Regions from separate parts of the Mus musculus genome. Here region 2 is linked to region 1. The links are chromatin contacts, called in public ChIA-PET maps. All regions are on one chromosome and are shown on one strand. The core of a region is the stretch at or near the end of the contact, and the rest is flanking DNA. Distances in the headings are between cores, read along the strand shown. Region 1 overlaps Nomo1 (nodal modulator 1). Region 2 has its middle 6.5 kb from the start of Kcnc1.

Region 1 (6,463 bases), core at 2,579-5,078:
ATTGTTCCAAGAACATGGTGACGAATGGCTGTCAGCGTCAGGATACTGGGTGAAGACCTAGAAATCAAACAGACACTCTGCTAGCAGCAACCCCGAAGGGGTACTCCAAGGGGTCGCGGTACAGCCTTGGACCACACACACACACACACACACACAGAGAGAGAGAGAGAGAGAGAGAGAGAGAGAGAGAGAGAAAACAACCCATAGGCTGGAGTGGGTAAACTCAGGAAACCTCACAAGTACAATGTCCTAACTAGTTCTTTGTCACTTGACACAAGCGGGAATGGTTGAGGAAGTGCTCCCACTGGGCCGGCTGTGGGCAAGCCTGTGGTTCATTTTCTTGACTGATGGTTGACCTGGGAGGGCCCAGCTCACTGAGGACAGAGCCACACCCAGGCAGGTGGTCTGGAGTGAGTAAGGGAGCAGGCTGAGCAAGCCAAAGGAAGCAAGCCAGTCAACAGCACTCCTCCACGGCCTCTGCCTCCGCTCCTCCAGGTTCCTCCTTCAGTACCTGCCCTGACTTCCTTCCCTTCATGATGGACTGGGATTAGAACATACAAGCCATATAAGCCAACGGTTCCTTCCGAAGTTGGTCTGGTCATGGTGTTTACCACCACAATAGAAACCTAAAGAACACATCCACCAAAGATGCCAAACCTCCGGGCCCTCACTGATGGGAAGGAACTCAGGCTCAGGCCACCATGTTTATATTTTTAGAAGTGTGTGTGTGATCTACTGAGAATAAGGGTGTGATATTTTAAGAACAGAATTAGTTCAAAGACCATTTTTTAACAGCATGGCCCTCCCATCTGAATTTCCAGAACTCTATTATCGTTATTGTTGTGATTTTCACAGGGAGGGTGGAGCCCGTTGAATGGAACACACATGGGGTCAGAGGACAGCCTGTGAGTCCATTTTCTCCTTTCACCTTGACACAGTTTCCCGGTTTCGAACTCTGGTCTCCAAGCTGGCTCAGCAAACACCTTTACTCAGGGAGCCCTCTTGCCGGCCCGCCTCCATTAGGATATCAGAAAACCTATACCGAGATTTCACTCAAATGCCTAATCTTACCTCTTTCAAAGGAAAACAAACAAACGACACCCAACAGAAATACACCCGTGTGCCCGGGAACAGATGAAGAGACAAAAGAGTAAAGCACACACCCCCAAGGCACTCTGTCCCCAAGCTTACGTGTCATAGGTGTAAAAGGCTTGCTCAAACCGGTGGCAGGAGCGGGGAGTCACTTTGTACACACCTACAGAGAAAACCAAGTGTAACTGTCTGAGCCTAGAAGGCTCTGCCAGCACGCGTGCTCGCTAGGGAGGCAGCACGCCTCAGACTGAAAGCTTAAGCTTATCACAGACCTGAGGTAACGGGACTGCGAACACCGGGCGGGCTCTCCTGTGCCACGGGCCCCCTCCTTCTCACCCACTCAGGAGTGCTGACATTGTCGGGAACTCAATGACTCCCTGAGGCTGCACCTGCTCAGACGCAGGTAATGTGCAAAACGGCTACACACAGAGAATGTGCTACGTACACACAGTGGAATATAACTCAGCAGTGAAAAAGAACAAAGCACTGTTATACTACAATGTAGCTCAACTCCAAAACTATGCTACCTCTAAGAAGTCAAGGCTGAGATCAGGCGGAGGCATAAAACGTAACTAAGCTGTAGCCAGGGCTGGGTCTGTGGCCATGACTGAACAACCTGGTCAGCTTGCTGGCAAGCATGTATCACACATCTTAAGGGGATGTATGCTGTTTTTTTTGTTTTTTTGTTGTTTTTTTTTTGTGGTACTGGGGTAAGCTGAGGCTCTGAGAGCACACTGGGTTAGTGCTCCACCACTGAGCCCCGAAGCAGGTGAGCTTCACGCCCTGTAAACTCTATCTTGATCGAGCTGGAGCGGCCGTGGAGGATGGGAGGCAAGGCAGGACATCACATCACTGCAAAGATAGACTGCTGGCAGCAATGTCACTAACATCTCTGAGGGTTTTGGACCCGGGGTCTCCGACCTTCAGGCCCAGGCCGGCGCCACACTCCCACCTCCCAGGCTCACCAGGCTTGGACAGGCAGAAGCGGTTCACTCCCCTGGAGAGATTGTAAATCCCCACATTTTCAGGGCCATTTCCGTCCTGATGAAATTCCTGTAGGGCCAAAGGCAACATGGTGACTCATGGGGAAAGACACTACGGTGATTGAGAATATTTCAGTGGGGCTGGGAAGATGGCTCAGCAGTTAAAAGCATTGGCTGCTCTTCCCGAAGTCCTAAGTTCAATTCCCACATGGTAGCTCACAACCATCTATAAAGAGAACTGATGCTCTCAAATACAGGTGAACATACGGACACAGCAACTCCTACATTAAAAAAAAAAAAAAAAGATTTCCATTTCTGAACTAGCCATCATGTTGGCCCATTATTCATGTAAACAACTGGGTGCCACAAGAAAACTGCAAACCTTCAAAAACTTATGACTGAAATGTGCTATTTGCACTCAGTCAGCTCCTGTGTACAGAGTGGCTGCTCTGGGTCAGACTCAGGTCAGGACCCTTGAGGAGGGCAGAGTGACCTTTTAATTTGGGAAATCAGTGGTTTCAGACAGAATGTAAAGCAGAGAGGCCAAGGCAGTGAGCAGAGGGGCCACCCGCCACAGAGAAGTGTTCCGGAGCTCTGGGGCCCTAACCTTGGGCCCCCGTCTTGGGAGGAAACAGTAGCTGGGCCTCAATGGTGAAGAAGGCTCAGCTCCTCGGGCACAGGGATGCACATGTGAAAGGCCAGCGCAGCAGAGACAAGCAGCTCAGCTAGGACTGAGAAACAAGTGCCACTGGGGCCCTGGGGACCAGTGCACAGGGAGGAAAGGCAGCCTTCCTTACACAGTTCAGACATAGTCTAGAGAGAGCAGAAATCTACAGGGCTTAGGGGGAGGGGTGTCTGTTAGCTGACTCTTGACTGTACAGCAACCCATCCCTGGAATAAAAAGGGTACTTCGGGGTTTGTAGCAGCTGAGGCAGCAGCCTGGCCTTGGAGACACCGGCTCGGGTCCTACCAGTGTCACAAGCAGCCATGCTGTTGCCATCCGCCCAGCTCTCTGGTGGGATCCAACAATGACATTTGCTCCTACCCCTAAGGAACGACAGAGATCATCCCTGAAGCCCCCGTGCCTGCGGCCAAGCAGACAGGCACTGGCCTGCACTCCACTGAGGGAAGCGGGCGACAGAAAGTGCGAGGCCAGCCTGGGCAATGCAGCACAACTCAGCCTCAAAACCAGAAAGAGAAAAGGTGGGAGGGGGCTGGGCAGTTAAGAGCACTGGCTGCTCTTCCCGAGAACCTGGTTCTGATTCCTCCGTGGAGACTCACAGCCATTAGTAACTCCAGCCCTAGAGGATCCATGCCCACATCTGGCTTCCACAAACACAGCACACAGGTAATACAGACACACATAGGCACAACACCCACATACACAAAAGAAAAAAAAACAATAATCTAGGCCAGCTGCGGTTCCGCCCTCTTTAATCCCAGCACTAGGGAGGGCAAGGCATTTGGATCTGCTAAGTTTTGAGCCAGCCTGGTCTACATGGTGAGTTCCAGGACAATCAGGGCTACATAATAGAGAAAGCTGATCTCAAAAACAAACAAACAAAACAAAAACCAAAAAACAACAACAACAAAATAATAATAACTTTAAAAATGGTTTAAGGACCAGACATACAACTCAGCAGTAACCGTTGGCCCAGCATGTCTGAAACCCTGGGTTTGGTCCACAGAACTGCAAAACGAAAATAAAAGGAAAACAAGAGAAGAAGCGAGTGAGTGCGCTCTGCCCACAGGAAGCAGCCTAGAGAACTCAGCTGCACTAGTCAACAGTGTACTGGGCACACCACAGAAATGCTACACACAGCACAGCTTGCTGACCTCCCACAGCCTGAGGAGCGGGCACTGTGATCCCAACGCGGCAGGAAGAGACAAGACCACGCAGCCGCACCGCACCACACCGAGCTGCCCAGCTGCCCACGGGCTGAGGAGGACCTGTAACACTGCAGGCTGAGGATGCCTTCCCTGGCAGGTGGGAACCCAGGGTAGAAAAGGGAACTTGGCTTAACTGTCATTACACTCTTGCTGTGCCAGGCTCCAGCAATTGCTATAAGCCATTTACTTCTCTCTCTCTCTCTCTCTCTCCCTCTCTCTCTCTCTCTCTCTCTCATTCTCTCTCTCTCTCTCTGTGTGTGTGTGTGTGTGTGTGTGTGTGTGTGTGTGTGTAGACCAGAGGGTAACTTGCAGGATTTGAGGCTGAGCCGTCTTGCCCGCCCCGCTGGGCACTCTCTCTGAGGCTGAGCCGTCTTGCCCGCCCCGCTGGGCACTCTCTCTGAGGCTGAGCCGTCTTGCCTGCCCCGCTGGGCCCTCTCTCTGAGGCTGAGCTGTCTTGCCCGCCCCGCTGGGCACTCTCTCTGAGGTCCCTCAGAAGCAGCACATACCAGAGTGATGGCGTGTGAGAGTGCGCAGCGCAGCATGTAACCGGTCTGCCTGAACTCCACCGCAGACACGTCGTCCTCCAGCACTTCCACTTCCAGACTCTTGTTCCTCCAGCACCAGTCCTCATGCATGATGCTTACTGCAAAGCCAACACATGGGGCTGGGGCCTCACGGTGCCGGGCAACTAGGGGCCTGCAGCACTGAGCAACTGGGGACCTGCTAGCTAGCTGCAGAGGAGTACACATGTACTAAACACAGAATTGTGCACTTTAATCCTAGTACTCTGAAGGCTGAAGTACAAGGATTAAGAGTTCAAAGCCAGCCTGTCACCGCAGGTATCTGTAGAGAGACCGGAGGACCTCACTTGACCGCCATCGCAAACCCTACAAGTTTCTGAGTGCTTAGCCCGAGCGTCAAGCCCTGGAGGCCCCGCTTCCTCAGCTCAGTACCCTGTCTAAAAAGAAAATACACTTTACATAAAAATACCTAAGCAGGAAGCAATGTTCAGGGCAGGTCGCTGCCAAAGAAAAACTGACATCAGTGGCCACTGTCACCACAAATAAGGAAATCCATCTAGGCAGAAGATGCCAGGTTACAAGATATTCATGGGCCGCTACACTTTTTGTAAATTGTCTGACTTTTGTTGTTGTTTTGGCAAATTTCAAACTCCTTGACTCAAAAGACTCTCCCTCCTCCGCCCGCCCGGCACCCGGATTCTAGTCAGCTTTGCGGGTCTGGGCTTCTGGACTCTGCCAGGGAACTGTGAGCAGCAACAGTCATACGAGCTCATGGGCACGTCAGGACTCTGTGAAACTAAAGAAACAGGCAGCCAGCTCTTTCTGAGACAGAGAAACACAAGCCCCCAAGAGAAAAGTCTACCTCACTAGGTAGAAGTCTAGTCCCTGCCACCAGCTGCAAGCTGCTCTTCAAAACAGAGGCAAGAGCTGGCTTACCGAGGGCAGGAAGGGCACCAGCGTGGGGCCCTGCCCTGCCGACCAGGCCCTGTGCTCTGCCTCTTAGTCTCTCCTTGAGAAAGGCCACTGTACCGTTTCAAGGGTAAGGTATCGGTCAGGGGAGGAGAAAGAATGACTGGGCAAGGTCACTCTAGCTAGGCCTAAGTGGCAGACATGAGAACAGAACTATCGTGCTCCTTCTGGCATTTAGAAATAAAACAGTTTTTGCCAGGCACCGTCCCAGAGCACATGCAGGGCAGAACCTCTGTGACAAAGGAGCTAACTTGGCAGGTAAGGTCCTGGGACAGAGTTCCCTAGGAGAGGCCTACAGTAAGCCCACAGAGGAGCAGGCTTGGGAGAGCGAGCTCCTGAGAGTATCAGGCCCCATCTTACTTTTGTATCTCCCAGGCAGAACTTTGTCAAAGGTGAAAGTCATGGAGTTGACTTTGCCTGAGAGCTGGAGGCTGCGTTTCTCACCCTGGCGGCTCAGGGACTGCAGGGTCACCAACAGGTCACCGCAGGTATCTGTAGAGGAGAGACCGGAGGACCTCACTTGACTGCCATCGCAAACCCTACAAGCTTCTGAGTGCTTAGCCTGAGCGTCAAGCCCTGGAGGCCCCGCTTCCTAAGCTCGGTACAGTGAGTGACCCAGTTCCCAGCACCCCGAGGCTGTGGTCAGCAGCAGGCAGTGACGCCCTGGCAGGGGGTCGGGCCCTCCTCTACACCTCTGCTCAGCCCCTGCAGACCTACCAAGACAGGATGGGACAGACCACCTTTCTCTCCACCCCCTTCAGAACCGCCTGGGCCCAGCTCCTCCCACTGCCCACTCTGAACTAGAGGCTCTCACGTGCAGTTGATACCTTACCCAGACAGGAGACTTTCCCGGAAACCGATGCCAGAAACTGCACGAAGGCCACATCCATCACAGGCCTGTTGGTCACAGTGAGGGGGAATACCTGCGGCTTCAACATCAGCCCTGCTCTGGTCTCAGCCTCGGGTACCACCACCTGTGAGCACACGAGACACTGGAGCAGGGCGTCT
Region 2 (6,463 bases), core at 2,103-4,602, 330 kb before region 1:
GACCTTGACTACTGGTTTATAGCTTGGATGGTGACTATGGTGTTGGGCTGAGCTGCCTGCAGCTGCTGCTTCTTACAGTGAGACAGAGGCTCCAGAGAAAAGCAGAAAAGAGCTAAGGTGAAGAACCCTGCGTGTGTGTGTGTGTGTGTGTGTGTGTGTGTGTGTGTGTCCGCGCGCGCGCGCGTGCATGCGTGAGTGTATGTGTGTGTGTGAGAGAGATAAGACCAGGGCCTTTCAACTTCTATACTGAAGACACTGCACCAGAGAACCTGTGATGCTGTGCTCTTATAATAGGCAGGATAACAGGTTCTTTCTATTCACTAGATGCCATTAGAAGCTACGTTCCTAGCCATGGCCATCAAAAACATGTAACATGAATGTCCATCAATCTGTCTTGGTTTCTCTCAATCACATAAGATGAAGCATTATCTATATTGGGCTACACATGTAATATTGTGTCTAATCACAGGCTGCGGGTTACTGGAGTATACATGATTTTATTTTGTGTGACATCCCTACTCCAGAGCCATGCAGTACACACACACACACACACACACACACACACACACACACACACACAAATCCTAGAACATTTTAAGTGAATTTAGGATGTTTGTGTTGTGTCTCATTCACATCTATCCTGTTACCCATGGGCCACAGGTTGGACACTATGGTCGACAGTCTTCACAAGCTGTCCCTAGAGGCGTAAAAATTCCTAGGCAGGTTTGGTTGCAAACATTGTTTTGCAGCTCACTGGCTGCATACAGCAGTCACCTCCCTTCTCCAGGCTGTGCTTCCACATCTATGTGAGACCACTGCTGCCTTCTGTGTTTTTAATGAGTTAGTATTCTATGTTTATCCCTGCTTCCCCCTTCTCTCAGGATTAACCCCATCCCATCTTTTAGACCAGCTCCAGTTCCTTCTCTCTCTCCTAGATTCCTGCTGGTCCACAGCCAGAGAACACCAGCATGGTTGGGGGACAGGCGATCAGGCCTCCTTGAGCTTAGCCTTTGGGAGGGAAAGGATCCCCTTCCCCTTCTTGCTGCCTCTAAGGATGAGATTTTGAGCGGGGATGATGAGGTCAACTTACTGCTTGAACCCTGAGTGGGGTCAGCAAGGAAATCAAGGAAATAGAGAAAGGGCCGGGCATAGACACATGCACAGGAAATCTGGGGTCCATATAAGGGAGTGTGCACTCTGATGCTACTGCTGGCAACCCAGGACCTCATCCTGTCTGTTGGGTACGGTAGAGGGGAAGTGGCTAGCTGATCTTTATGAAGTCTCTCTACGTGAGCTCTCTTGGGTTGTAAACATGCAGGAGAGAGAAACTGCAGTTGGGTCCATGGCCTTGGTTTTTGTCACGACTGCACCCATGACAACAGCATCCATCATTATAGACTTCACATGGAACTCCCTCTGCTCCCTGGATGCCACATGAAGATGGTCAGGAGAGCACTGTGCAGAGGAGGATGTGAGCAGCACAGGACAGGGGCCTCTGCAGTGCAGCTGAGGTCCTCTGTGGGGTGCTTTGTGGCACACTAGTGAGTGCTGGGTGTCTATCAGCTTGAAGGTGGACTGGACAGCAGTTGTGGAGGGGCAGGTCCAGGCGTCATTGGGTGGACCTGAAGCCAAAACTTTTTGAAAGTTACACTTTTAAAAATGGCAAAACAATAGAAAATTGGAGATTAAAGGGAATATTTATTTACATAGGAAAAAATCAGGATGATTTAAATCTTTTGAAAGCTGATAGGTGCCACCAACATTTGTAAATCCAGGGCAAAGCTTTGTTTCTTAAAAACCCTCCCTCTCTCTCTCATATGTGTATGCACATGGACACATACAGACACAGGCACACACAGACACACACAGACACACACAGACACACATGCACACAGACACAGACATACACAGACACACATGCACATAGACACATGCATATACATGCATTTGTGCACATACACACATGTAAGCACACATGCACACACACAAATGAGAGAGGGAGAGAGAGAGATCATGGCATGTACATGGAGGTCAGAGGACAGCTTGTATGATCTACCATGTAGCTCCTAAGGGTTAAACTCTGGCCTCAGGCTTGGCAGTGAGAGCCTCTACCTGCTGAGCCATCTTGACAGTTCTAAAAGCCTTACACTCACTATTTGTCTAGCAATATGCCAGTCAGTCCTATTTACTCAGAAGCTGTTACATTCAGACAAACAAACAAACAAGCAAAGAACAACCCAGCGGTCACATTTACTGGCAGTTGTGGGGAGTCATATTCAGTTACCACAGCCCTGAATTTTAGATGGACTTACAATGAACAACCTCCCTATTCCTCCCTGGGGAACTTTTTATATGCACCAAGTAACAGCTTTAAATCTCCACCCAGGTGACAGTTTCCCAACAAGTGGGTGGCACCACTTAAAGGCACAGTCCAGAATACACAAAGCAGTACTTCCCCTTCCCCTTTGGGATAGCATCTCACTGTGCCATCCAGGGCTCCACGTCCAAGAAGCCGGCACTGAAGTTGTATACCACTATGCTTGACACTGGATAAAAACAAAAAGAAAGCAAACAGAACCCCCTACCCAGTTCTGAAGAATTTTGAACCTGGAGGACTCAGACCTCCCGATTTTGAAACTGACTACTAAGTTTCTGGTATCCAAATTGTTCTGTCCCAGTGTAAGGATTAGTACATAAACCAACGAAGAGGAACTGGGCAGCCAGAAGTAAACCCATGGAATTATGGGTAATTGTTTTTTGGCAAGAGTGTCAGGACAGCCTACAGGAAAAATGGCCTTTTCAAGAAATGAAGCTGGACCAACTGGAAATCTACACGAAGCAAAGCAAATTGGGATCCCGGTCCCAAGCAGGCAGTGTTTTGTTTTGTTTTGTTTTGTTTTGTTTTGTTTTGTTTTTTAAAAAGAGTGGATCAGCTTCCAAAATGCAAGACCTAAAACTATATGGTTCTCAAACTCCAGGTAGGAAATGTTTTCTTCTTATGATATAAAAGCACAAGCAAAAGTTGAGTTTCACTGAAAAGAGAAATTTGTGCTTCAAAGGAAATAAAAATTCAAAAAAATGTAAAAACAGCAGGACAAGACAGCTACCTGCAGGCTACTTAGCTGACTGGGGTGTGTGTGTGTGTGTGTGTGTGTGTGTGTGTGTGTGTGTGGATAACGTAGAAAGAACTCTCCTCGCACAACCTGGTTTTAAACGAGGGCAAGTGATTTGCATGACCACACCGGAAAGAGGATGTGGAAATGGCCTTAAAGTCAGACGTGGAAAGAGTAAACACCGTTAGTTAAAACCACATTTAGTACTATACTATATTCTCTATGACAGTTGCAACAACACAGGCAATAATATGTGTTGTCAGGGATGTGGTATTGAAGATACCAGTTTTAGGTGTTACATTCATTATTCAAACCACCTGGCCAAAGCAACCTAACCCTTTGTGTGGGCTCGCAATTGTGCGGCAGGAGCATGAGGTGTTTGGTCACACTGTCTCTGCATTCAGGTGTGGGGCGGAGACAGACAGACAGAGCCTCTGTGTGCCTCCTTCCTATTCTGGGACCCCAGCATTGGAATAGTGACACCCACATTCAAGGTGACCTTCCTACCTCAGCTGAGCCCTCCTGGAAACTCTCACAGACATGCCCAGGGGGGCGTTCTCTTATGTGGTTCAAAATCCCTGAAGCTGGTAAGACTGGCCACGGCAGATATAGACCCAAGAGAACTGGAACTATACTTTTATATACAAAGCCTCATGCTGTTCACAGTGCCACTGTTCACAAAGGTTTAGAGTTGGAAGTAGCTCAATGTCCATCAACTGATGAACAGATGAAATACGATATCCCCATATGACAGAACTCTATTCATACATGGTAGTCATGTCCTAACATGTATGTGGATAAACATTAGAAACTTGCTGAAGGAGAGACGCCATACACAAAAGGCCACACATTAGGTGATTCTATTCATATGAAATGTCCCCCCAAACAGGCAAGACCATGGGGATAGGCTGGTGGTATCCAGGGCCGGGGGACGGAGGAGTGTGGGGACGGACTGCTTCTGGTCACTGGTTTCTTAGAGAATAATAGAATGTTCTAGAATTAGACAGTGGTAATGGCTGTGGCACAAGCCACTAAAATATGAACTTTACTATTGTTTTTAATTTATCTATTTATTCACTATTTTTTTTAAAGACAGTCTCATGCTGTAGCCCAGGCTGGCTTCAGTCTTACGGCAATCTTCCTGCTTCACCTTCTTGCGTACAAATGTGCACCACCTGAAGAGGTGGATTTTATATCATGTGAATTTTATCTTTAAAAATACTTTTAAGATTTATTTATTTTAGTGGATGTATCTGAGCATTTTCTGCATGTGTGTATGAATGTATGTGTGTACACCACATGTACTCAGTACCTGTAGAGGCCAGAGAGACCATTAGCTCTCGAGGAGTTAAGGATGGTTGTGTGCCATCATGTGGGTTCTGGGAACCTAACTTGAGTCCTCTGCAAGAACAGCCAGTGTTCTCAACTCCTGAGCTATTTCTCCATCTTCATGAGTTATATCTTAATAAAACAATGGCAGACAATAAATGATCAGGTGACCAGGAGCCTATAAATAGTCAATGCTAAGACAAAGCTCAGATGAATGGTCTCTGATTGGTTATCTGTAAAAGTTCTACTTTGTGGGCTGGAGAGATGGCTCAAAAGTTAAGAGCACCGACTGCTCTTCCAGAGGTCATGAGTTCAATTCCCAGGAACCACATGGTGGCTCACAACCATCTGTATTGGGATTTGATGCCCTCTTCTGGTGTGTCTGAAGAGAGCAATGGTGTTCTCATATAAAATAAATAATCTTTAAACCAAAAACCAAAAAAGTTCTACTTTGTAATATTTGTTTTTCTTTTTCTAAAAAGCTTCAGTTGAATTTCAAAAAATAAATATGCCATTCTCAAAATATTTATTACATTTATTTATTTGGTGTGTGTGTGTGTGTGTGTGTGTGTGTGTGCACATGTGAAAGTCAGGAGACAGTTTGTGGGAATCAGTTCTTTCCTTCCACCCTGTGGGTTCCAGAGATCACACCAAGGTTTTCAGGTTTGGTGGTAAGCACCTTCAACCACTGAGCCATCTTTACAGGCCCTGATAGAACTTTTAAAAGTACCGGCTCTCTCACAAAGAGAAATTTCAAGTCCAAATGTGTGTACAATAAGGTGGAGGGTGATGGAGGAAGACACTGGGGACTGACCTCTGGCTTCTATGCACACACACACTCACACACCCCCATGCATGCACACACTCACACACCTCCATGCATGCACGCACTCACACACCTCCATGCGTGCACATACACACCTTCATGCATGCACACACACACCTCCATGCATGCACACACACACCTCCATGCATACACACACACACCTCCATGCATGCACACACTCACACACCTTCATGTATGCACACACTGCCACAACTCCATGCATGCACACACTCCCACACCTTCATGCATGCACACACACACACCTCCATGCCTGCACACACTCACAGACCTCCATGCATGCATACACTCCCACACCTTTATGCATGCACACACTCACACACCTCCATGCACGCACACACTCACATACTGCCATGCATGCACACACTTACACACCTCCATGCCTGCACACACTCACACACCTTCATACATGCACACACTCACACCTCACTTTTTGAGTCATGCTCTCTCACTGATCCTGGGGCTTGTTGATCAAGCTAAGTTAACTGAGTAGCGAGCCTCAGGGACCTTCCAGTCTCTGCTCTCATGGAGACTGGGGTTATGATACACACTTCTGTGCCTGGCTTTTATGTGGATGCTAGGGATGGAACCCAGGTCCTCAGGCTAGGAGGCAAACACTTCACTGACCCAGACATCTTCTCAGCCTTCAAATGTAAAATTTTAAGATAATAATGACTTGTATGTAGGCTGTTCAAGTGTTTCTAAGACAAGAAAACAAAAACAAAATAACCAAGCAGACATGTTCTGAATCACTTCCCTATCATTATCCCCTTTCTGCTGCGCTAGTGTTTCCTGTGTTCTCTCATCTGCTGCCTCTTTCTGCCTGTCTTTCAACCTTTGAGAGACTCCTCTATTGACCACATTTTTTACTTTTTTTTTTGTTTTTTTGTTTTGTTTTGATTTTGGTTACATTGATTCCATATAGAGTAGAGCAATCATTCCACCTGGCTGAACTTGTTTTGTGACATTGCTAATTTTAGGATATTGCTTTCAGGCTCACAACTATATTGGAAACATCATGAACAGTTCCAAGATTGGCATCATATTTGGGAAAATTTCAAGTGTCTTTCCTCCAGGGGCTGTGGGGATTCAAAGGATTTTGAATTTTCTCATATGGTGATAATTTTAAATATTGCCTGATTGATAAACCTCAAGAACGTTTCGCTGATGTTGAGTT

Evidence for each region. ChIA-PET counts read pairs in DNA pulled down with a chosen protein or histone mark.
Region 2: a contact with region 1 is called in an RNA polymerase II ChIA-PET map of memory CD8 T cells, with 15 read pairs. The contact joins two enhancer-like sites. A contact is called at or near these places in 1 of 39 promoter capture datasets (hippocampal neurons) and 2 of 115 datasets of contacts at active chromatin or transcription factors (large pre-B cells and memory CD8 T cells).

What each region holds. Positions count from the first base shown.
Region 1 is chr7:46,056,561-46,063,023 of GRCm38.p6, reverse strand. It overlaps Nomo1 (nodal modulator 1), which reads right to left. Exons shown (of 31, transcript NM_153057.4): 13 at 6,288-6,429; 14 at 5,816-5,947; 15 at 4,472-4,608; 16 at 2,058-2,145; 17 at 1,192-1,255; 18 at 1-57. Among named protein-coding and RNA genes, the nearest start is that of Gm39010, 18 kb to the right of the region's middle. Within about 2 kb of position 3,828, at least 109 of the 459 cell types and tissues checked have an H3K27ac peak or open chromatin away from gene starts, as enhancers often do. A contact at or near this core is called in memory CD8 T cells, where this site is marked.
Region 2 is chr7:46,386,695-46,393,157 of GRCm38.p6, reverse strand. No RefSeq gene overlaps it. Among named protein-coding and RNA genes, the nearest start is that of Kcnc1, 6.5 kb to the left of the region's middle. Within about 2 kb of position 3,352, at least 61 of the 459 cell types and tissues checked have an H3K27ac peak or open chromatin away from gene starts, as enhancers often do. A contact at or near this core is called in memory CD8 T cells, where this site is marked.